6 separate regions of the Mus musculus genome follow, and all the other regions are linked to region 1. A link is a contact called in public Hi-C, HiChIP or PLAC-seq and promoter capture Hi-C data. All regions are on one chromosome and are shown on one strand. Each heading gives the region's core, a stretch centred on a gene start, on an enhancer-like site or on the middle of the called end of the contact. The rest is flanking DNA. Distances are from core to core; before and after follow the strand shown.

Evidence for each region. Promoter capture Hi-C pulls out the DNA fragments that hold promoters and counts their contacts. Hi-C and Micro-C count contacts between places; a contact is called where the count stands out from the background. HiChIP or PLAC-seq counts read pairs in DNA pulled down with a chosen protein or histone mark.
Region 2: a Hi-C map of uterus shows a contact between it and region 1, with 1.7 times the contacts expected there. The contact joins two enhancer-like sites. A contact is called at or near these places in 3 of 484 Hi-C or Micro-C datasets (epidermal suprabasal cells and uterus) and 1 of 115 datasets of contacts at active chromatin or transcription factors (astrocytes).
Region 3: a Hi-C map of uterus shows a contact between it and region 1, with 3 times the contacts expected there. The contact joins two enhancer-like sites. A contact is called at or near these places in 1 of 15 datasets of contacts at CTCF or cohesin (the NIH/3T3 cell line), 8 of 484 Hi-C or Micro-C datasets (the HL-1 cell line, brown adipocytes, embryonic fibroblasts and 5 more) and 1 of 115 datasets of contacts at active chromatin or transcription factors (astrocytes).
Region 4: a contact with region 1 is called in a Hi-C map of uterus, with 2.8 times the contacts expected there. The contact joins two enhancer-like sites. A contact is called at or near these places in 3 of 39 promoter capture datasets (cranial neural crest, embryonic stem cells and liver), 2 of 484 Hi-C or Micro-C datasets (liver and uterus), 3 of 115 datasets of contacts at active chromatin or transcription factors (astrocytes, embryonic basal ganglia and embryonic limb bud) and 1 of 9 other capture datasets (embryonic tail).
Region 5: a contact with region 1 is called in a FOXA1 HiChIP or PLAC-seq map of pancreatic cancer cells. The contact joins two enhancer-like sites. A contact is called at or near these places in 1 of 15 datasets of contacts at CTCF or cohesin (the NIH/3T3 cell line) and 1 of 115 datasets of contacts at active chromatin or transcription factors (pancreatic cancer cells).
Region 6: a contact with region 1 is called in a promoter capture Hi-C map of the SN4741 cell line, with 4 times the contacts expected there. The contact joins the promoter of Mterf1b here to the enhancer-like site in region 1. A contact is called at or near these places in 4 of 39 promoter capture datasets (the 3T3-L1 cell line, the SN4741 cell line, cranial neural crest and 1 more), 1 of 115 datasets of contacts at active chromatin or transcription factors (astrocytes) and 2 of 9 other capture datasets (adipose tissue and pancreatic islet).

What each region holds. Positions count from the first base shown.
Region 1 is chr5:4,494,415-4,497,609 of GRCm38.p6, reverse strand. No RefSeq gene overlaps it. Among named protein-coding and RNA genes, the nearest start is that of Gm40261, 220 kb to the right of the region's middle. Within about 2 kb of position 1,374, at least 122 of the 459 cell types and tissues checked have an H3K27ac peak or open chromatin away from gene starts, as enhancers often do. A contact at or near this core is called in the SN4741 cell line, adipose tissue, astrocytes and 2 more, where this site is marked.
Region 2 is chr5:4,824,899-4,828,472 of GRCm38.p6, reverse strand. The region is part of intron 14 of Cdk14 (cyclin-dependent kinase 14); the gene reads left to right. Among named protein-coding and RNA genes, the nearest start is that of Fzd1, 68 kb to the right of the region's middle. Within about 2 kb of position 2,307, at least 34 of the 459 cell types and tissues checked have an H3K27ac peak or open chromatin away from gene starts, as enhancers often do. A contact at or near this core is called in uterus, where this site is marked.
Region 3 is chr5:4,917,438-4,920,876 of GRCm38.p6, reverse strand. The region is part of intron 12 of Cdk14 (cyclin-dependent kinase 14); the gene reads left to right. Among named protein-coding and RNA genes, the nearest start is that of Fzd1, 160 kb to the right of the region's middle. Within about 2 kb of position 1,651, at least 9 of the 459 cell types and tissues checked have an H3K27ac peak or open chromatin away from gene starts, as enhancers often do. A contact at or near this core is called in uterus, where this site is marked.
Region 4 is chr5:4,849,364-4,852,707 of GRCm38.p6, reverse strand. The region is part of intron 14 of Cdk14 (cyclin-dependent kinase 14); the gene reads left to right. Among named protein-coding and RNA genes, the nearest start is that of Fzd1, 93 kb to the right of the region's middle. Within about 2 kb of position 1,302, at least 31 of the 459 cell types and tissues checked have an H3K27ac peak or open chromatin away from gene starts, as enhancers often do. A contact at or near this core is called in uterus, where this site is marked.
Region 5 is chr5:4,786,945-4,790,366 of GRCm38.p6, reverse strand. No RefSeq gene overlaps it. Among named protein-coding and RNA genes, the nearest start is that of Fzd1, 30 kb to the right of the region's middle. Within about 2 kb of position 1,741, at least 26 of the 459 cell types and tissues checked have an H3K27ac peak or open chromatin away from gene starts, as enhancers often do. A contact at or near this core is called in pancreatic cancer cells, where this site is marked.
Region 6 is chr5:4,190,374-4,193,712 of GRCm38.p6, reverse strand. It overlaps Mterf1b (mitochondrial transcription termination factor 1b), which reads right to left and starts at 1,346. Exons shown (of 2, transcript NM_001042670.1): 1 at 1,295-1,346.

The DNA of each region.
Region 1 (3,195 bases), core at 125-2,624:
CAGACTGAGAGACAGAGAGAGACAGAGAGAGAGAGACAGAGACAGAGAGACAGAGAGAGAGACAGAGAGAGAGAGACAGAGACACAGAGAGAGAGAGAGAGACAGAGAGAGAGAGAGTCGCAGGGGAGAGGTTCCCAGATGAAACCGCTTCCCAATGAACTACTCCTAGCTTACTCTGGAGCACATCAGCATCAGACTCCGGTGGATGGTTCTAAATCCTGGTTAAATTCAGCAGGCCTATAAACAAAGCAAAACAAAACAACAACAAAACCCTCATGAATATAGGAATGTGCCTTGAGGGAAGGTATGGAAGAGGTATAAAGATGGAATGGAGATGAGAAATAAGAAAAGGTAAGAGGGTATAGTAATTGGAATATGCTTTATATGTGTATGAAGTTGTCAAAGAGCAAATTCAATAGTTTTTTTAATCAACTCTCCAGGAGGAAAAAGGTTAAATTCCTCTCAAGTACTTTTTTCCTGTAGTGGGAAAGCTTGTTAAAGCTATGACCTCACAGCTGACAATTGCCTAACTGTGGAACAGCATCAATAGCAAAAAAAAAAAGGTTTTCCTGTGTTTGTTTGCTCAGCACCTTTGAGTGCCACATTGATGAGAGGAAACTGTTCAGCGTGTCTTTCAGCTCCTAAGGTCTTGCCCAGAGTCCTGGATTCCTCTCTCATTCACAGAGATTAAACGCGCAGATAGAGTACATAGGGTCCCACATTCCCAGTCCTTCTGAGGCTACGGAGAAGGAGTTCTTCATTATGACTATTGTATTAGGTTTCATCTGCTCATGTCCTGGTCCTACCGACAAGGCTCAGCCTGCCTCGTTGCTCTTCTCTGAAGCTTTTCCTCACATCTTACAAAACCTCCTCTTACACACCGAGGAACTAACAAAGGAGCGTGTCTTAACTCGGTAAACATCCCCCATCCCGCCCCCTCTCCTGTCTCCAAGCTTCTTCCGACATTCAGACTCTCATCCCCAAGCGAAGAATTTCCCCATAAATATTTTATAACTTCCTAAGTCCATAGACTACCTCGGTCCAGCTTTATTATTATATCTCATTTCTTATCTGGCACAAAGTTTTCCTCCTTGAAACGTATTCCTCTTGTGTGGCCCTGTGTCCGTTTGTCGGTTGCCAGAAGACAGCATGCTGGAACAGAAAGCTCCCGGGCAGTGTATGTCAGCCAGGCTTTGGGGTTTTTGTTGTTCATTTCCTTCTCTGGGTCGCCCCTGTGCGCCTTTGTGGGGACTGTCGAGCCTTGGCACAAACCGCAGCTCCTGAATGGGACATTCTTCCAACAGACAGTGTGTTCCCAGCTTGCCCAGCAAGAGCTTCCTTGGCAGCCTGGCAAGGACACCATTGAAGACAAGGCAGCCCAGGGCGACCTCCACAATGACTGTGGCTCTGACTCAGTCGTGAAGTATTTGCTGTCAGTGGTGCATAAAAAAGGCAGGGCTTCACAAGATGGCTTTTCTTTTTTCTTTTCTTTTCTTTTCTTTTCTTTTCTTTTCTTTTCTTTTCTTTTCTTTTCTTTTTGTTTGTTTGTTTTGTTTTTCGAGACAGGGTTTCTCTGACCCACAAAGATGGCTTTACAGGTAGCCAAATTATTCACCCACCTGGGCGATGAGGAAACAAAGCCAAGTGAAAAAATTAGGTTTAAATACCATAGGCCAGTGCTGCCCCTATGTTTGAACAGGTAGCAAAAAGCCTAGCAAAAAGCCTGAAGCTATTTTTTTAATTTGTTTATTCACTTTACATCCTAATATAACCGCTCCCCTCTCCTCCCAGTACCCTCTCACATAAATCCTTCCCCTATTCCCTCCCCTTCTCCTTTGAGAAGGGGTTGCTCCCCTTGGTGTCCCCCTCCCTGCAGCACATCCGCTCTTTGCAGGAGCATCCTCTCCCACTGAGGCCAGACAAGGCAGCACAGCTTGGGGAACAGGATCCACAGGCAAGCAACAGATTCAAGAACAGCTCCCTGCGTCTGTCATTGCGGGACCTGCATAAAGACCAAGCTGCACATGTTATATTATGTGCCAGCACCTAGTTCCAGCCCATGCGAGCCTGAGGTTATCTTAAAAGAAAAAGTCTGAATAGCTGAAGGTCAGGGGCGTGGTGAGGGTTGGGGTTGTAACTCTTGGGCCTAGATGGGAGGACCTTCAGCTGGTCCGGTCGTCTCTGCTCCCCAGTGTCTGGATGTGACCCCTGCTCACTTCTTAGGATTATTTGTAAGAGACCAGTTCTGACAAGGTAGGAATCAACACGAGTCGAACTGGAAAGTTCTCTTCAGCTTCACTCTTGGACTGGGTGTGGGATGAACAAATTCACATTCTCTGAAAGCGGGAGACCAAGACAGATGACCGGCTTCCAGGAACATCCCCTTTGGACCTTATTGTTCTCTGGGACCTAGGGGGCTGGTGGGGGTGCGGATGGAAGCTGGACCTTGTGGGGAAGATGGTGTTCTTTTACATTTCTGAGCCCTACCAAATATTCTCTTTGTAGCTAAGTAGTTTGTGATAGTATCTTCCCTCACACTTGCCACTACCATGCCTGTCCTACTTAAGAGTTCAGCTCTCTCCTGCTCCAGGGAAAGTTCTTTTTCTTCCCCTGTAAAAAGTGAGAAGTCTCTAAAGATTTCGGACTTTTGCTTTCCAAAAGCCAAAACTTTTAAAGTACAGTGCTGGGGAAATGGAATGAGTCTGTGAGTAGAAAACACATAAAGAAGGGTTTTTCCTGTTTGCTGTGTAACAATTTCTTCTAAGAGTAACCAGGAAATGAAGTATCCCATGGAAATAAAAAACTCAAAAGGTTCAGAAGAGCCTGAAACTGACCATATTTGCTAGGCCTCTCCATCCCAAGCATGGGTTAACTGCAAAGACTCCCAAGTGGCATTCTCAGACACGCTGAGCTTCCTGGAAGAGGCAGAAACTGAGCCCCATGGAAAGGGTACTCTCCACCTGTTGAACTGCCTTCAGTTTATACAGTATGCTCCAGGTTTCCCACTCTTGTGAGCTGTCACACGCTGTGGTGGGATTTAGACACATAGCTGTTTCCTTTCCTGTAAGTAACCTTTACCCATATCCCTTTAAATAGTCCCGATAAAACTCACTTGTTCACCAAATTGCACACCAGTGGCATCTGCACTTTGCTCTGTCATTTGTTCCCTAGAGGGTGAGTTGACGTCTATTGACA
Region 2 (3,574 bases), core at 1,058-3,557, 330 kb before region 1:
GAGAGAACAATTAAATGATCAGATTCTAACCCTGGAAGTGCTGAACAGATGTGAGAAATGTTTATCTCCTGTATCATTTTATCATTTGATTCTATTGCTGTAGCTTGATAAAAAGACAAAATTATTTTTTTTCTCTTAAATATCCAACATGCATATCCAAAGGCTGACCAGTGATCACTGGAACTGTGGAACTGCATACAAACCAGAGGACCTGCTAAATCTCAAGTGGTAGCTCATTGTTGAGACCTCTCACAAGAGTATGAATCCTCCTGTTCCTTGCTTTGTTGTTTGCTGTCCTTACTGCAGATCTGAGCATGAAAGAAACTAGGGCAAGAGGCCAGTGTTCTTAGTGTTCTTATTTGAATTTAGAATTATACAGTTGATAAAACAGCAACATCCCACACCATCCACAGACATGCAGTTTTCACCTCCTGAATTCTCTTCCATGTACTCAAATACTAAAAGCTTGTGTGCATGGTAATAAATAAATAAGATTTCTTTTAATGGATCCAGACTTACCTGAGGACAACTGTAGGGTTAATACAACAAAGATTCCTCTTTACTTTGTGTGTGTGTATCTGTGTGCATGCATGTGTGTGTGTGTGTTAAAAGATGAACTAAGACACCACTTTTTGCTGACTCTGAGCTCTCCTATTTGGTTGGTCTTACTAGTCAGCTTTCCCTGCAGCTCGCCTAAATGCCTACTAAGCTGGGATTATAAATAAGCAAGCCACTATGCTTGCCTGGATTTTTTTATATATGTATGGGTGCTGGGAATCCAAACTCCAGCATTCATGCTTGCACGGCAAGCCCCACCACTGAGCCATCTTTCCAGACTCCACAGCTTTTTCTTTAATGGTAGAAAACTGCATACATACAAGAGGTTAGAGTCTATGTCAATGTTTCTCCCCTCTGGCCATCACCCATTCTCCCCATGCTACTCAGTTGATCTACAACAAACACAAGCCAACTGTGTTCATTTTGAACCATTTTACTGTGTATTTTTATACACAGTTGGTTTTTTATTTTAGTTATGTGTATGGGTATGTGCTTACGTAGGTGCCCATGGGGGCCATGGAGGTCTCAGGAATCCCAAGAACTAGAGTGTGTAACGTTTGCTGTCACTTCAACAGTTGCCCGATTATCTGTCAGATGTCTCAGAATCTCTGCCTTTGTGTTTAAGTAATTCTTAACTTTGCATAAAATGGGCACAGAACACAGAAGTAGTGAGGAATTGCAGGCATTCAAGAAAACACATGAAAAGACATTAATTCTACCATTGATGGCAAGGCTATAGAAAACAGGAAAAATTCTAATATGTTTAGAATTTCCCTGAATGCACAATTTCAGTTTGAAGCCTTGAAAACCATCCCTCTTGGGAGAATAGGATTTCTGTGTGGTGAAATACATTAATTCTTGAAGTCAGACCTATGAACCAAGATATATTCAGAAAATCTATCCATCCCTGGCCCTCCCTGCCCTGTACATTTTTCTTAGATCTTGTGATATGCCTTCCGTTAAGTAATACGTCATTGCTGTACCTTCCAATAAGCCATGAATTGTATTAATTTTACATAAGAAGGGAGGAACAAGAAAGGAGGTTGGAATTCTTCCTAATAGGAATAAGTAAATCTATCTCTAGTTATGACTTGTTTTCTTAGATCAGTGCTGGTGTGCTTCTGTTTGTGGCACAAGAGCACTTACCAACAGCCACGCCATTTTAAGGAGAATTTCAAACAAACAAACAAACAAACAAACAAACAAAAAACAAAAACAAAAACAAAAGGAGAAGACTATCAATGCAAACCACTTTTATGTTTAAGGAAAGGATACAAATATAAGATTCATATTGCAAAACCTAATTTTGCATTGAGACTCTCACCAAAGATTTAGGAATGGATGGATGCATTTTGAAAGAGAGAGAGAGAGAGAGAGAGAGAGAGAGAGAGAGAGAGAGAGAGAGAGAGAGAGAGATCTGTGTTCACTGCCCTAGCTGCGGGAGAGCTCTTCAGAGTCTACCATTTTACAGGCAGCAAGTGAAAATATAACTCTTAAGACTCATGCCACAAACCCCTAATGCCTAGTCGACTTCTAAAAGATTGCATCTAGTTACAAGATACACAATTCAAAGCTTACAAAAAAAAAAAAAAAGAGTAATTAAGAAAACTTTTTTTCTATTGCAAGAGAAAACCAGATTGTTTCCATTAATTTTATGAGTGATGTTTATTTTTGTTGGCTAAGAACTAGGCCTGGGTTGGTGTGGCGCCCAGTGGGAGGGAGGTCTGACCAAAACAGCACACTGTCTGTCTATGTCACAGACATGCCTTGCATTCGTGCCTCTGTAGCCACACGGCACTCCCGACCTTCCCTTCCTCTACCCTGTCCAGCTGGGTTCTCAGGCGCCCTGTTGCCCTCCATTTGAGCGTTTAGGATCAGCATCCAGGCCCATCCATCAGCCTTCGGATCCTGCTCTGCTCTTTATTCTGCTGTCTCACTCCTCCATTCTTGTAAGATTCTCTCCAAACTGTTTCTCCAAAATTCTGCCTGTTTGACAGATCTCTTTTGCCCTTCTGTGTCCCGATTGGTGGCACATGAGTCTTCCAAAGTACCCTTGACGTAGTGCCGAATCTCCCCTCATATGCGGGTGCATAAGGAGGCAGGTTTAGCTAACGTCGGTATGGAAAGCAGTCTTCAGCAGTGAATATCTTCGGGGAAAAGCTATGGTGGACATATCGTTCCACAGTATCAGTGTTCACACTCAGAGCCTCACGGAAGGCTTCACCATCCGTCTAAGCTTTACTCAGTTCACTCTCTCAGTCTATGTTACTCATGGGCTGAGACATTGGGGTTCCTGACATGGCTGTGCCCGTGTGAAGCAGTGCACATCCATTCAGAACTTGATCCACCCCCTACGACTGACAGAACTACTAGCAAGCATTAGAAATGTTATATTTTTCTAGAGATGAGTAGGAAGTCCTCCTTTGTAATTTTCCTTGATCTCACGGAAATCAGGAACGACAAGTCTGGAGGCCCAACAGTGGACTCATGTTTAGGCATGGGAAGAGGCACTGCCTACAGCTGTCTGTAAAATAGGAATCAAGAAGAGGGGCAGATAGCATCCTGGTGAAATGAGCTATGTCTCAGGTACCACTAAACATCAGCCACTCACCTTTAGGCCAGAAGAGGGAAGCAAACTGCAGCCTAAGTGACTGCCTGTTACCTGTGAACAGGTAGGCATCTTACCTGTGGAGAGGTAGGCGTCTCCCACATAAGCAGCCTAGAAAGCTCTTTGGCCTGCTGAGCCTGCTTCTATTCAGTTCCCAGTGTTAATTCTTGTATCTGGTAACTGGTGTCACCATCAGCGATGGGGTAGATGAGGCTCTGACCCTGTATGGCACCTGATGCTTCTCCATCATGGCTCATTCTCAAGGATATGGAAGCCATGGCTGTTAGGCTACTCATGCCACTGAGAAAACCAGAGTCTAGTTATCTGTCTGTTCTCTATCCCTGCATGGGACTTCCAAAGGACACTTTAGTTTCCTTAAATCAACAACAACAACAACAACAACAACAA
Region 3 (3,439 bases), core at 402-2,901, 420 kb before region 1:
AAATTTCGTGATACTTTTCTCATTTACCCTCTACATTTCTCATGGCTAATCAAAGCTCCATTATATTTGCATACCACCTTTTCTTTATCTCTCCACATGTTGGTGGATGGACACCAAGGTCAGTTTAAGTTGGCTGTTATGAACCGTGCCATGCGAACCTAGCTGAGCGAGTGTCTCTGTACTGCGTGTGCTCCTGAGGGTAGTATAGCTGGATCTTATGCTGGCTGTTTTCACTATGTAAAGGATGCGATCCCTGGGAGGCACACCCTCTGCAGGCTGCATTCTCAGTTAGTCCTGTTGCAGGAAGATGGGAAAAATGGGTGGACTGGAAACCATGAAACTAACAAAATATGTTAAAATCAGAAGGATAATTATGGCGTGTTTTTTGTTATATCTAGATTTTACATACACACACACACACACACACACACACACGAGCATGTGAATGACATGACACACACAAGAGTACCACAGGGTGATTCTTCAGGAAGAAGAAAGGACTGTCTGGGTAAAACAGGAAAAACAGGAAAGGATAATATAGATGTATAGGGTAATGATGAATTTTAATAAAAATATGAAATCCAATCACTTTGTACAATGCATATATGCTAATAATAACTATTTTTACCTTGTAGATTTTTTTAATTTGTAGAAGTTCATAAACTGAAGCAATTTCTGCATTCTCTTGTATTATAGTAATGAATTCAAAATAATTTCCAATAATTGAATTTATTTGGAATATATGTGATGATGAGCTAGTCCAAAAAGTAGTTTGCCATTAATTAAGGTACAAAATTAAATAACAATATTTAAAAAGTTAAAGCACAAAATTAAGTAACAGTTTATTTAAAGGTAGCATTATCGAAGTTGTGGAAGCTACTGGAGGTGTTAGCCTGCCAAGGAGTTCGGGGACTTCTTGAGCTAGCGAACCTTCAATCTAAATAGCTATCAAATAATCCTGTCCACTTTGGAACCACATCTGCCCTAGCTCACACCAGCGATTTTACTTATATCAGTGACCATGAGCATGATTTTACCTTCTGATATTTTTTAATATTCTATAATAATAGAGCTGTGGTAGAAGATATAAAAAGATGCAGTAAATATCCAAACTAAAAAGCTTAATATAAATTAAGTACTATCAGTTTAAGAATGTTTAATGATTACCATTAAAGGAAAGTAAGCCCTTTTGTTTCCTCATACCGAAAGTGCATGATCCAGGAAGCTTTCCCTGCTTAAAGGGGATTTGGGGCTAAATGCAGATAAATCTGAATTTCATAAAAATATGTCCTAGGCTTTAACTGTTCCAAATAGTCCATTTTATTTTACTGGAATTATGAAGACTCAGCTATTTCTCTTGTAAATCTCCCTATTTATAGTTGTCTGACATTGGCAAATATGTGCAATTCACCAAGAATTTCAGCCACTTAAAAGATCTTTTATTATTTTGGCTGGAGAAGAAGGCTTAGGATCCAGTCTCCAGCAAAGCGAAGGGTGCGAATCCAAGAGCGCATTTGCTTGCCTTGGGACTTCTTAACAGCTGGACGAGTTGGGAGGTTTGAACGTTTTGAAAAGAGAACTAAGGGCAAACCACTAAGTCAAAGAAGACACATCTGGAAAATAGAGCTCATGGCTGGGAAGGCGAGGCCCACGCACACTGAATGGGGTCAGGCCAGGCTCGTCCCCACCCTTCCCCGAAAGTGCTGGTCCCGCAGGTGATACATGTGCTCATGAAGCACAACTGGATTTTTCCTGAGAATGTTGTAGTTGGTGTTAGTAGATGTGCAGTAAATACCAAGGCCATGGTGAGGCTACCTTTGGGTGTGAAAAAATAGAAAAGGAAACACTTCCCTGCTGGGCTTCTATATCCGAACAGAGCCATAAGCCCTAATTTGGAAATTTTAGAAATAGCCCAATGTTGTGTTTTTGAGCTTTCCTTGAATATTTTATCCAATTTGATGTTTTACCTCCAGAACATATTTTAAAGATGACCTGCTAGACAGGTGTGCTATACGTGCACAAAGCATTAGATAGGAAGGAGTGTTTGGAGGGACAGTCTTTCCCTTTGTATATTTATGTTAGGGGCACTCTACTGTTTTTCTTGCTATGGTACCTCACTGGATCATTAAGATTTAAATCAGCACCTTCTCGCGAAGCAGAAAGATCATCTTTCCCACTTTGACACCTTCGAAGTTGACTTAGAATGTACCTAACAAAGCAATATGCTATGAAGTAAGTAGGTTAGAGATGGACATTCCTGGCCAGCAGAGCAATCCAGTGAGGTAAGAACACAGTCTGGACACTAGGGGGAGCAGCTGAGTCAGCCAGATCTAAAAGTCATCCACTCGCACATTTTGTTCAGTCTTGACGACTTTTGTTATAATTCTATTTACTTCAAAGTAGTTGTTTTAATTTATTTAGTGCCTGGAGAGTTCCCTTCATAATATTTCGAAGAAAATTATTCTCTGCATCATTGATTGGCTTTGAGGTAAGGGAGTATGGGGTGGTCAGCTCTAAAGCTGACATTTTGGAATCATATCCTCTCACAATTTGAGGATGGCTGCAATTACCAGCTGCCTGTTTGTGCAGATTTCAGTGCAGCAATAGAAGGATGTGTAGAGCCAGTCTAGTTTCTCACCACATTCTGTTCTCTCGAAAATGTCATTTTCAACCTGTAAGCAAACAGCTGTCATATTTGGTCTTGGACACACATGAGTGGTATGGCTTCAAGGCCCCAGAGCTCCCCTGCTTGTTCAAACACCACTGAAGCAGCTCCTGGGGACATTCGTCTTCATAATAATGACTCATTAGTTTGGGTCCTCAAAGCGTTGTGTGGCTGCGCACCAGGCACATCCAGGGAAGTCCCTAGGAGTTTGCAAACAGGGAGTGCTGAGAAGAAATGGGAGATGATCAAATAGTGAGAGATACTGTGTGGGCCCTGGACCGTGTCCTAGAACGCCCAAACCCAGATAGAATTGGATTGTGTGAAAACATACGGTTGGGGCCAGTTCTGTGATAAAGAGAACTAGCTGAAGGGTTTTCCAATTACTGATCAGTAATAGCAATATGAAAACAGGGTGAGAGGCGAGTGATCAATGCAATTGAAAAATTATGGCTTGGGAAATATCCCCCTGTGAGTCCTGTGAAAGGAGTCCAATTGTGGTATACTTAGAAATAGCCAGGTTTTATTTGTTCTTATCACATCTTTGGGTAGAAAGATCTCTTTCAAATTTGACATCCTTCTCAGCCTGGGCTTTCATGCAGCAGAGAGCAGGACAGAGTGGAAACCTGGTTACAGTCCTCGATGGAAGAAGAAGATGTTTCAGGATTCTGAGCACAGTCTTCCAGCTCACGCCTTCCTTGAGCATTACTGGGGACTTTCCTGTTGTAGGAGGAAAGTTGGATTCACAGCTAAGTACAAGGGGATGGCTCTGCCAGT
Region 4 (3,344 bases), core at 53-2,552, 360 kb before region 1:
GGAAACCCTTTCACTCTGCAATGCAGTGATATTTGAAGGCAGCTTGGGAAGCCGTCCACAAAGGTTCTTGCTCGCCACAGATCTTTGTCTCTCGTTCATCATCGTCTTGAACACAGTTGCCTAAGCATTTGGTTCATGTAACCATTAAAAACGCATGAACAAAAATGCTGTGGAGTAAACAGGGCTGCAATATTTTATGCAGTAACTTCTTGCCAAGTCGCCTCTTTGAAACTGGAGCCATTTTTATGTCATTGGAGTGTACTAGAACGATCTATAAACAAGATTTCTTTGGGGTTACATATTAAAACAGATGAAATCATTTTAAATAAAATGTTAAAAGCATTTACTTCCTAGCTCCAAGTTTGATCCAAAAACATAAAATAAACAAAAAATTATTCACCCAATTTAAAAAAGAGAGAGAGAGAGAAAAGAAAGAAGAAAGGGAAGGAAGGGAGGGAGGGAGGGAACTGTTAGCCCCCAATTCATTTGCTACCTAATCCTGGAGAGGATTTTGAAGACCTGAGACCTCAGTCACTGTCACTGTTCATCTCTTTGATCTTGCTTTGTGCTACCCTTTTCCTGTGTTTGTGTCTTGGACTTGGCTTATGAACACCCATTTTTCATCTTCTAGCTTTGTATGTAACTCTTATGGGAACTGGCGGCCAGGCCTCACAGACATAGCTGCTTGATGCTAGCCTTGCCATCGCCTTTAGTGTTTGGTTTGGTTTGGTTGTGTTTATATTTAATGAAGTATAATTTCTCTGTTGCCTGGTTCTACCTGACTGCATCAAATAACTCAGAGATTAATCAGACTGATTTTCTCCCAAAATGTAGATCCAGGTGACTTTTAATTCTCTACACTAGATACAAATGGGTTTCCCCCTCCCATCCTCTGCTATTTCATGGGTGCCCTGCACAGCACTGAGTCCAGATGGATTCTTTGTAAGCACTGTTTGACAAGGATTTGGAGGAGGGAGGGAAGAGAGCTTTTCCCCCTCTTTGCCTACAGCTGCTCTCAACATGGCTCATTGTGACTGAAAGGAAATGAATAAAGATGAGTTATCTGAACTGAAAATCAGCCAGAGAGAGGGAGCTGTTCACACTCCCCAACCTATCTACAAATTTAGCAAGGAGAATAGAGCATTGTCATCATTGATTTATTTGTATACTAATATTGGAAAGATTTGGTTTTTTCGGTATTGTACCTTTGGACATTTGAAGCCATTGTGAAAAGCCATATGGTTTTCTGTGAGGTTCCCATTACATCCTGTGCAGTGGAAGCCCTTTATGCAGTGCCTGTTGGCATGATCCACACTGAGCACTATGAAAATGCCATAGAGACAACTGAGAGCACACAAGTAGCATTACAGGAAACATTGGTTGTTTGAAATGGTGTTTTTGGATCAGCCTTCATTCGGATGGTATCGTCTCTTTTACGTTGCAGTTGCTTCCATATTTTGTGTATGACAGGATGACTGATTTGTATCCTGGAGACCCGGATATCTTAAGTGTTCAAAACATTTTAAGCATTGAAGCATATAGAAACAAGAGTTTAGAATCAGGTTCAGATCAGGGTAAGGAGTAACGCTCACAAGATTGGTTGCCCTATTCAATGTTATGTCTTCTCTCTCCCTCTACAAGAAGAATGAACTATATGCCCAGAAGGCAAACTGTCACTAAATGCTCTGCTGTTGACTAAGACCATGGTTAATGAGTACATGGACTTTGACCATAGTCAGCTTTTGTCCGTGATGCTCAGGAGTCCTGCTGTGTGTTGTCCTCTACAAATCCCATACTGCTGCTGGCTTTGCTTCATAGTCACATAGATCTGGAGTCAAATCCCAGCTACATCATTTCTTACTGTACATCTATTGTCCATGGTTAAGCAAGTGGCTAAGCATCTCCAAAGCTCAGACTCTTCATTTCCAAGTACTAGTAATACTGATCTTACCAAGCTGTTGTCAGTTAATGACAGCATTTTTATTTTTGACACATCAGAGATTTATGTTATATAGTATATGCATTTGGCATATCTTAGTACTTTGTTTACTCGAGAAGCATTAAGGCCTTATAGCCTGGCCATTAGGAGTTCTGCTTTCAAAATGATCTTTCTGGGTTTGAGTGACATCTCTGAAACATTAATTTTGTGGCCTTCGGAAAGTAGGTCCCTTGCCTTATCCAAATAATTTATAACTCACAGACATGTCCTGAGAAATGACTGATAAAATACTCTCAAATACTTAGCTTCAGACTTGCTAGATATGAAAAAAGTACTCATCACTCTTATTTGTTAGTCTTATAGGGTTGTGGGCAGGTAGTATTGATATCTGTGATTTCTGGCATGTTCTGTATAAACAATAAGTGGAGTGCTATTCTGTAAGGAGTAGTCTTTATGTGTGTATATACCTATATGTGAGGATATGTATGTGTGTGTATGTGCACATGTATAGGATACCAGAGGTCAATCTCACATGAATTCCTCAGGTGTTGTCAACCTTAATTGAGACAAGGTCTCTCTTTAGCCCAGAGCACACCAGGTAGACCAGGCTGGCTGGCTAAGAAGCCCCAGTGAAACAAAATTAATGCTCTAGGGCTGGCATTCAAACTCAGAAAGTCCATTCTGAAAACAGAACTCCTAATGGCCAGTCTACAGTGCCTCCATGCTCTCAGGCAAATGAAGTGCTAAGATTTGCTGATGGTATGTACTATATGAATTCCAAATGTATACCACTGTGTCCAACTTCTTTACTTGAATATCAAAAACATTCTTCATGAGGAACCCCTGGTTCATCAGGGTCTCAGAGGACTCCATATGACTTAATGTCTGCTGTTCTTGTATTTTTCCAAAGCTGTGATACGTTCAGAGCTCCCAAGAGTCTCTCATGATGTCCATTTGCCAAGCAGAGAATGTTTTACTTTGGTTAGGTTATCACACTTCCAGATCCATTCATGAAGAAGTAAATTGGTTACAATCCACATGTTCTTAGAATTTGAAACATCCTTTAATCTCCATGATGTTTTCACTGAAAGTTAATGTCCTTTCCAAGATAAAACAAGTTGCATTGAAAAGTGCCGGAGAAAGGAAAGATTGTGAGTGGCCTACTACAGTGACAAACATAAAGGGCCTGGGATGGGAATGTGGCTTGTGATGGATTCTGGGATGTGTTAATGGGCGTGCTTTCAGGCACTGACATCTTCACCCTCAGATAATGAGTGAGCTTAGAGACACTTCAGCAGGTCTGGTAAGTTTGGGTGAGCTCTGGGTTTCTAGGTTGTTGACCATACACACCAGAGTTTTGAATATAAGTTCAAGCACTGGGGAGACACCTTTACACTGTTTAATA
Region 5 (3,422 bases), core at 492-2,991, 290 kb before region 1:
CCACTGCAGCCACAAAATAAATCCCTGAGCTACAATGATGTCAGCTTCATATTCAAACTCTGGGACAGAGACTATGAAAGGGCACCTTTGTGCTGGTGGCTTAACTCGGGAAATTATCTGTCCCTCTGAAGGTTACTCCAAGACTCCAGAAGGCCTTATTAGAACAATAATGTTTTTCAGAAATGACAAAGGAATGCTTCCCAACTTAACAACAGTGGGGGCCAAAATAGTAGAAATCGAGCCACAGTCTCTGAATTCCAGCAATGATAAGCAGAGAACCCAAAGATTTATCATCACATCTCCTGCTCCCGGACAGGGACAGTCTGCCTCCAGCTAAGCTGTCTGTAATGATTTCATTGAGCACTAGACATAGAACTCACCACAGTCTTGGCGGGTGGCATCAAGGTAAGAGTGCTCTCTGGCACCTTCACTTTCCCCCTTAGGGGTTCTGAAAGTAAAGATTGAGTCCTCCCCAAGTCTGAGATAGGGTCTATATAAGCCTCCTCCCTATTTTTTCTGGAAATACACTATCTATGTTCCCATTATGTGCAGCCGGAAGTCTGAAGATCAGCCAAGAGGCAGCTGAAAATGAAGCCCGGATGCAGGGGTGCCCTGAGACCCTACAGTTAGAAGATCTGAAGATGGAAAGATATGGTCTTGGGAGGCCAAAATGGGCTGGTATATGTAGACATCAGAGGGATTGCAGAAAAACTAGAACCTCACGAGGTATTAGTAACTGCCAAGGTCCCCAACACAGAAGCCTAGCCTAGCCAAGTGGTACCTCGGTGTCAGAGGACGTACTGCCTGGAGCCCAAAGGAAGTCTAAAGCTAAGGAAGAGGAGAGTGAGAAACAGAGGCGATAAGGAAGAGGACAGTGAGAAACAGAGGCGATGAGTGGAACCTGCAGCTGTTGACAAGAACCCACACTGAACATCTCTGAGCTCCAGGGCTCTCCACTCGCACAGAACGAAGTATGGTATGTCGTTGTCCTGGCAACCCACTTCTACTTAATAGATCACCTTCTGCATTTAGTGTCTTAAAGCAGGCATTTATTATCTCAAACTTTCCATGGGGTCAGAAGGAGTTTATCTAGATGATTGTGAGTTGCAACATTTTATGAAGTCAGGCTGCAATCTGATGGTGGTCCAACTAAGTTCACCTGAGGCTGTGCTATTGGTACCAGATCTTAGAAGGTCAACAAAGTCAACAGAGTGCTGAACAGCTGGGTCAGAGCCCTAGAATCTAACTGCTTCCTCACAAGCTTGATGGCTCCAGGTTAGGTGTTTGAGACTTGGGGCTCCAAGGGATGCTGAATCGCTTTTTAGGATGTAGCATCCAGGTTGTTAGAAACCACCATGGCCAGTCTATCCTTAAAGAAAAGAGACTTAAATTTTATCTTTTAATAGAAATTGTAGTCATATTACAAAAGATGTACAGGTCACTGTTGATCACAAGTCATGTATACTGAGCCCATAGACAAAATACCTCTATTCTGTACTGTGCTTTGTTTTCTGTTGCTGTGATAAATCACTGACTGAGAAAATAATCTGAGAAGAACAGGGTTTATTTTAACCTATATTTCCAGGCAACAATCCACCATTGAGGGAAGTCAGAGTAAGAAATCTAGCAGTAATTGAAGCAGAAACCACAGAGGAATGCGGCTTATTGACCAGCTCAGTGGCTTACTCAGAGAACTTTCTTGTTTAATGCAGACCTACCTGCCTAGGAATGCCGCAGCCCTCAGTGGACTGGGCCCTCCCAAATTAGTCATCATTCAAGACAATCTTTTATAGACATGACCACTGGCCAGTCTGATCTGGGAAATTCACCAACTGAGGTTTCCTCTTTCCGTGTTAACTCTAGGATGTATGAAGTTGACAATAAAAATTACCCATCACACCCCATAACACACAAGGTCTGTAATATATTACCTGTTATGTATCTGTCTCTGGCTTGGGGTCTGAAATCTCATCTAAATTTAGTAAAAGTGCTATACCTGGGGCTCCTAGGGTATAGGTCCTTGTATTTGTTCCATAATTAACATACTGTGAAAGAGTCATCACAGGACAACCTAAACAGATGTTTCAGAAACAGAGCACATGTAGTAATTAGTAGTGTGTGACCATTCTGAAGTCCACAAGGGGCATTGCCTGTTCCTTGATTAGAGGTCAGTATTCCCGGGGCTTTCAGCTCCATGTTCTAGACTCTTGGCTCCTTCCAGTTATCCTTTCTTTTCTATTAGTATACCCTGATTTTATGGCTGAATGACTTCTCAGAGGCATTCGGAGGCCTGAAGTTCCTCTTCATTTTGTTCAAACTCTGTAATAGTTAGTGTTAATTGGCAGTTGGGGTGGGGAGTAAGATCACTTGAAAACTGTTTCCTGACAATCTTATTGGGGGACTCTCTATCTCATAAAAACATAGGATAGCACCAGTGTCTTTAATAACTAGCCTTGAACACCACATAGAATTGTTTTTTATTCCTCCCATCTCTCTCTAAGATCTACTTCTTTATTTAAAAATCGGAGTCACCAAGACCAGCCCAATGTTTAATAAGAGATGAGAAAGTAGCCTCAGCCCCTTGATGAGCAGAATTTTGAAGAATTTTTGCAGATTAGTTAATTTAAGTACTACACAGCCCATTGAAAAATGGTGTACACAATTACCCACCAAGAAACCTTGCCAGACTGATGAGAAGAAAACAGATGGAGATTTTCTTGTACTTCTGGGAATTAAGTCTCAGGTCTCTGGAATTATCTGCAATTGGATATTATCCCTCATAAGCTCCAAGGAAACCTTTGCCCATCTATGGCTCTTGGATCCTGAAGTGCTAATTGCCTGGCTTGCAGCAAAGTGTTCCAGAGGGAACTTCTACCCTCTACCCTTCCCTGGCTTCCCAGTTCCCAGAACTGAGTAACCAACTGTCCCAAAGGGAAGACAATTCTTTACGAACAGTATATGCTCCATCGCTTGTCTCTGAGACTTGCTAACAATGCTTGGATTTGCCTTACACTGGGCATGGTGTTTACAATAGTAATTCTTAAAAACACTGCTTGTCAGAGAATTAAATGAGGCGGCTTTAAATATTTCACAGGGAACTAATATAGTATCTTTGTCAACAGACAATCAAGTTCCGGGCTCCACCCCTTCAAAGGCAATGAAATCCCTTATCTATCAGGTGTTGATAGTAGGGGATGTACGTTTTATAGCCATTACTAGAATAGTGAGAAAAACATCCTCCCTGTGTGATAAAACTCTAGGTATTCAGAGATATTTATTTGCTGACTGACATATAACACTGTAGCTAGGTCCAGCCCATTTATGGGGGGAGGGGCTGTGTGTGTGGCCGTGAGGACTAGGAAGGAGGCTGCAACCAGGATGTGAAGTGTGCAAATAAATAAATAATAACAGTGTGTCTGCTC
Region 6 (3,339 bases), core at 97-2,596, 300 kb after region 1:
TTTTCATTATTTTTAACTGACATAACAAATAATGGAATCTGTATCTATCTTCCCAAAGTCCCTCTTTTACTTTCATGTCACACACATGAGTGTGTGTGTGTGTATTCTCCATTAGAAGCATGTCCTATTGTTTTTCCTCATAATTCTCATATTCCCATCACCTTCTCAGTAGATGCTCTCTCCCCTCAGCACTTACTACTACTATCTTATCAAACTCAAAGCTCACATATGAGCGCACTCGCAGGCGGGAAAGCACGTGCACTTTTCTGAGTTAAATTGTCTTTTCTTTCAGAAAAGAAAAAGGGTCATTTTCATGAACCCAAGTTGTATTTGCAAGTCATTGTATAAACACAATGTCCTTTTAAAAACAGATTGTTGAGCTGAATTTGTAACCTCTGGCAAATTAACTATCCCAAGACAAATTTTAAAAAAAGCAAATATCGAATAATTGCCTTCAATCTTCCTCTAAAATAAACCATTTTCTTAAGCTTCGTTAAATTTCATGAATATCACCAACATCTTGGTGACTGTAACTACCGAGGTTCAAGATGGAAGATTTATGTCCCTGTCCCTTCCCGTCCCCTCCACCCCACCCCATCCCACAGCTGGAAAGCTAACAGGTGTTTAAAGAAAACTGCTAATCTTTGGGAATTCCACAATCCCGCTACTCTTTTGACACAGCATTTAAGTGTACAGGGTTGTTTTGTTTTGTTTTGAACAGAACTACATATCGATGTCGACTTTGTCATAAGAGACTTTAGATCTCTCCAGAAAAGGTAAAAACCGATGTTTCTACCACCACACCACTAATTTGGAAAAGAAAAAGGCAAAAATATCGCCAGTGTAGTAGAGAATAAAGAAGTCCAGGTCAAATCATTTTTGTGAGATGCACGACCTCTCGCAAACTAAACATTTCTCAGTCATAATAAAAAGAAAACGGCAACGCATGGGGGGAAGGTAGCGGAATCGCAAACGCACTTTAATACCAGAACCCCACGTTACACATACATTATTTCGTAATGCCCTATATATACAACAACCTAAGGGTGGGCACTGTCCCTAAAGTTACAAATTCCGAGCCAATGCCGAGCTCTTTGCTGTACGAAGTGTGGAGGGCTTGATGAGTCTAAACTCAGAACCGCCGTAATCCCACATCGAAGGCTCGCCTTCCCTCGGGCAGTTCTGCAATGGCCTTTAGCCATTCATCGCCCTGTCTAGCAGAGACTCGCAAGCCGCTCGCAAAGGCTCCAGCAGCTCCCCAGCCCCAGCCCGCACACTGCATCCGCGCTCCTACCAACGCTCCCGGTAGACACCTTTCACTTCCGCCTCTGGACGCCCGGGAGGGAGCGGAGTGCGGAAGTAACGGCTGACTTCCGGCCTCGGCCTGGCGCAGAGGTGACGTCACTAGCCCGGCGCGCTGTGCCTAAATCCTCGGCCGCCTGACCGCGGGAGCCCAGCAGGGGGCGGCTGAGACTGTGGCTGCGGGGACTCTGGGCTCTGGGCTGGTTCGAGACCACAGGGCGGCGCCAAGGCTTCCCTCTGGCTGGGGCTGAGATTCTGCCTGCACCAAAGAACAGGTTCGGTTTGATCTCTTTCTTTTAGGTTGCTTTATAGACCTTGGGGGTCTTTGTTTGTTTGGTAGGTTGGTTGGGTTTTTTTTCCCCCAAATTCTTCTGCATTTTTCTGTTTGGTTTGGTGTTTGTAAGAATAAAGATTTCTATTTGGGAATTTAAATTATTAATAATCAGTTTACTCAGAAAGTGAAACTACTGATCACAGCTTATTCCTTGCCTGGGATTACTCAGTAGCTATTTACGGTGCACGTGTGGCTTGCGGAAAGCAAGACAACCTCGGCCTTCTGGACCGTAACTCCCATGGTCTCGCTTCTGCCAGAATATTCTCTCCTCAGCATGCCCCATGGATTTTCATTTATGAACACCAGGAGATGGCTTTAGTCCTCTTGAAAGTGATATCAATGAGGAAAAGGTGCAGCTGAGATATTGGAGAGGTTGGGAAGACGAAGGGCAGGGAGGGAAAGATGAGGGGCAAAGAAGAGAAAAAGAGAACTAGGAGCAGTGTGGTAGACAATGTTTCCCAAGAGGCTGTTCTGGGGTTCTCATCTTCCTTGAGGGATGTTGTTGTTGTTGTTGTTGTTGTTGAGACAACTTTGTATCAAAGTTGTGCTGCTATGCAAATCTCTCTCCTTTGCCATTTCGTTTTGAAAGGATAGTGACATGTGATGATGCTTGTGATTTTAGATGACCTCACTTGGAAGGAGGAGAGTAGGGAAGTCTACATCAAGATAAACCCCTCCCTAAAATTAGACTTAAAACCCTCAGGACTTAGACTCAATGTGTAGATCAAATGCCATGTCTGTGCTATCTTCAGAATTGTCCCTGTCCTCTTTTAACCAAAGATTGATAATAATGATATAACTAGTAATATTGATTATTGTGCCTTTATGTCTGCCTCACTAGCTTTTCCTTGTTTGAGTCTCAACAAACTCAATTAGAGTGAGAAAGGAATTAGCCCTCCATTCCTCTAAGAGAACCCACGGGTAAAATACCACCATCCATAGATTCCAGGATTCAATAAACAAATGTCCTTTCTACATCCTTGTCAATTACACAAATCTACATCTTCCTGTAATTACACTCAGGGTCTGTAGAGGGATTTTAATGTAACAACATGGCTACTCTAGCTATAATACAGACATGCCTTAGCACATTCCTTTAATCCCTCTGGCTGGAATACAAAGATGCCCTTATTCTACACCATTAACCCAAGAGAATGAAGGTAAAGTTAGTTTGTAGAAGGAAGTACCCATGTTTGAAAGGGGTATCTAATTAACTGGGAAACAAAGTGATGAACCAGAGAAAGATTTGACAGAATAGTATATGCCTAGATCTCATGAGAATAGAGAGATGACTTAAAGGGGGAGGCAGTTTTACTGGGAGAGTTTTACAGAGACAGGTTGAAGAGGAAACAAGCTAGACACAAGTGAAGACTGAATGAGCCAGTGAATGAGAAGGAGCCAGAAGATCAGAACGGATTGCTAGAATTAGTTTGAGACCAAGCAGAGCAATTCAGTCAGAAGTGGAAAAAAGCCAGATTAAATCAGTCAGCTTAGAAAAGTGTTTGAGCCAGAACAGCAGCTTTAAATCAGCTTGCCAGAGTTCCGAAAGTGCCAGAAAGGGTGAGCTTATTCAGCAGGAAGTCTCAGAGGCTGAAAGCATTCTAGACCTAGATTAGATTGTACAGACAAAAGTTTGCAGGAGACAGCCCTTAGCAGATGGAGGCAGTAAGCCTCCAGAGGACAGTCATATCAGGTGAATACAG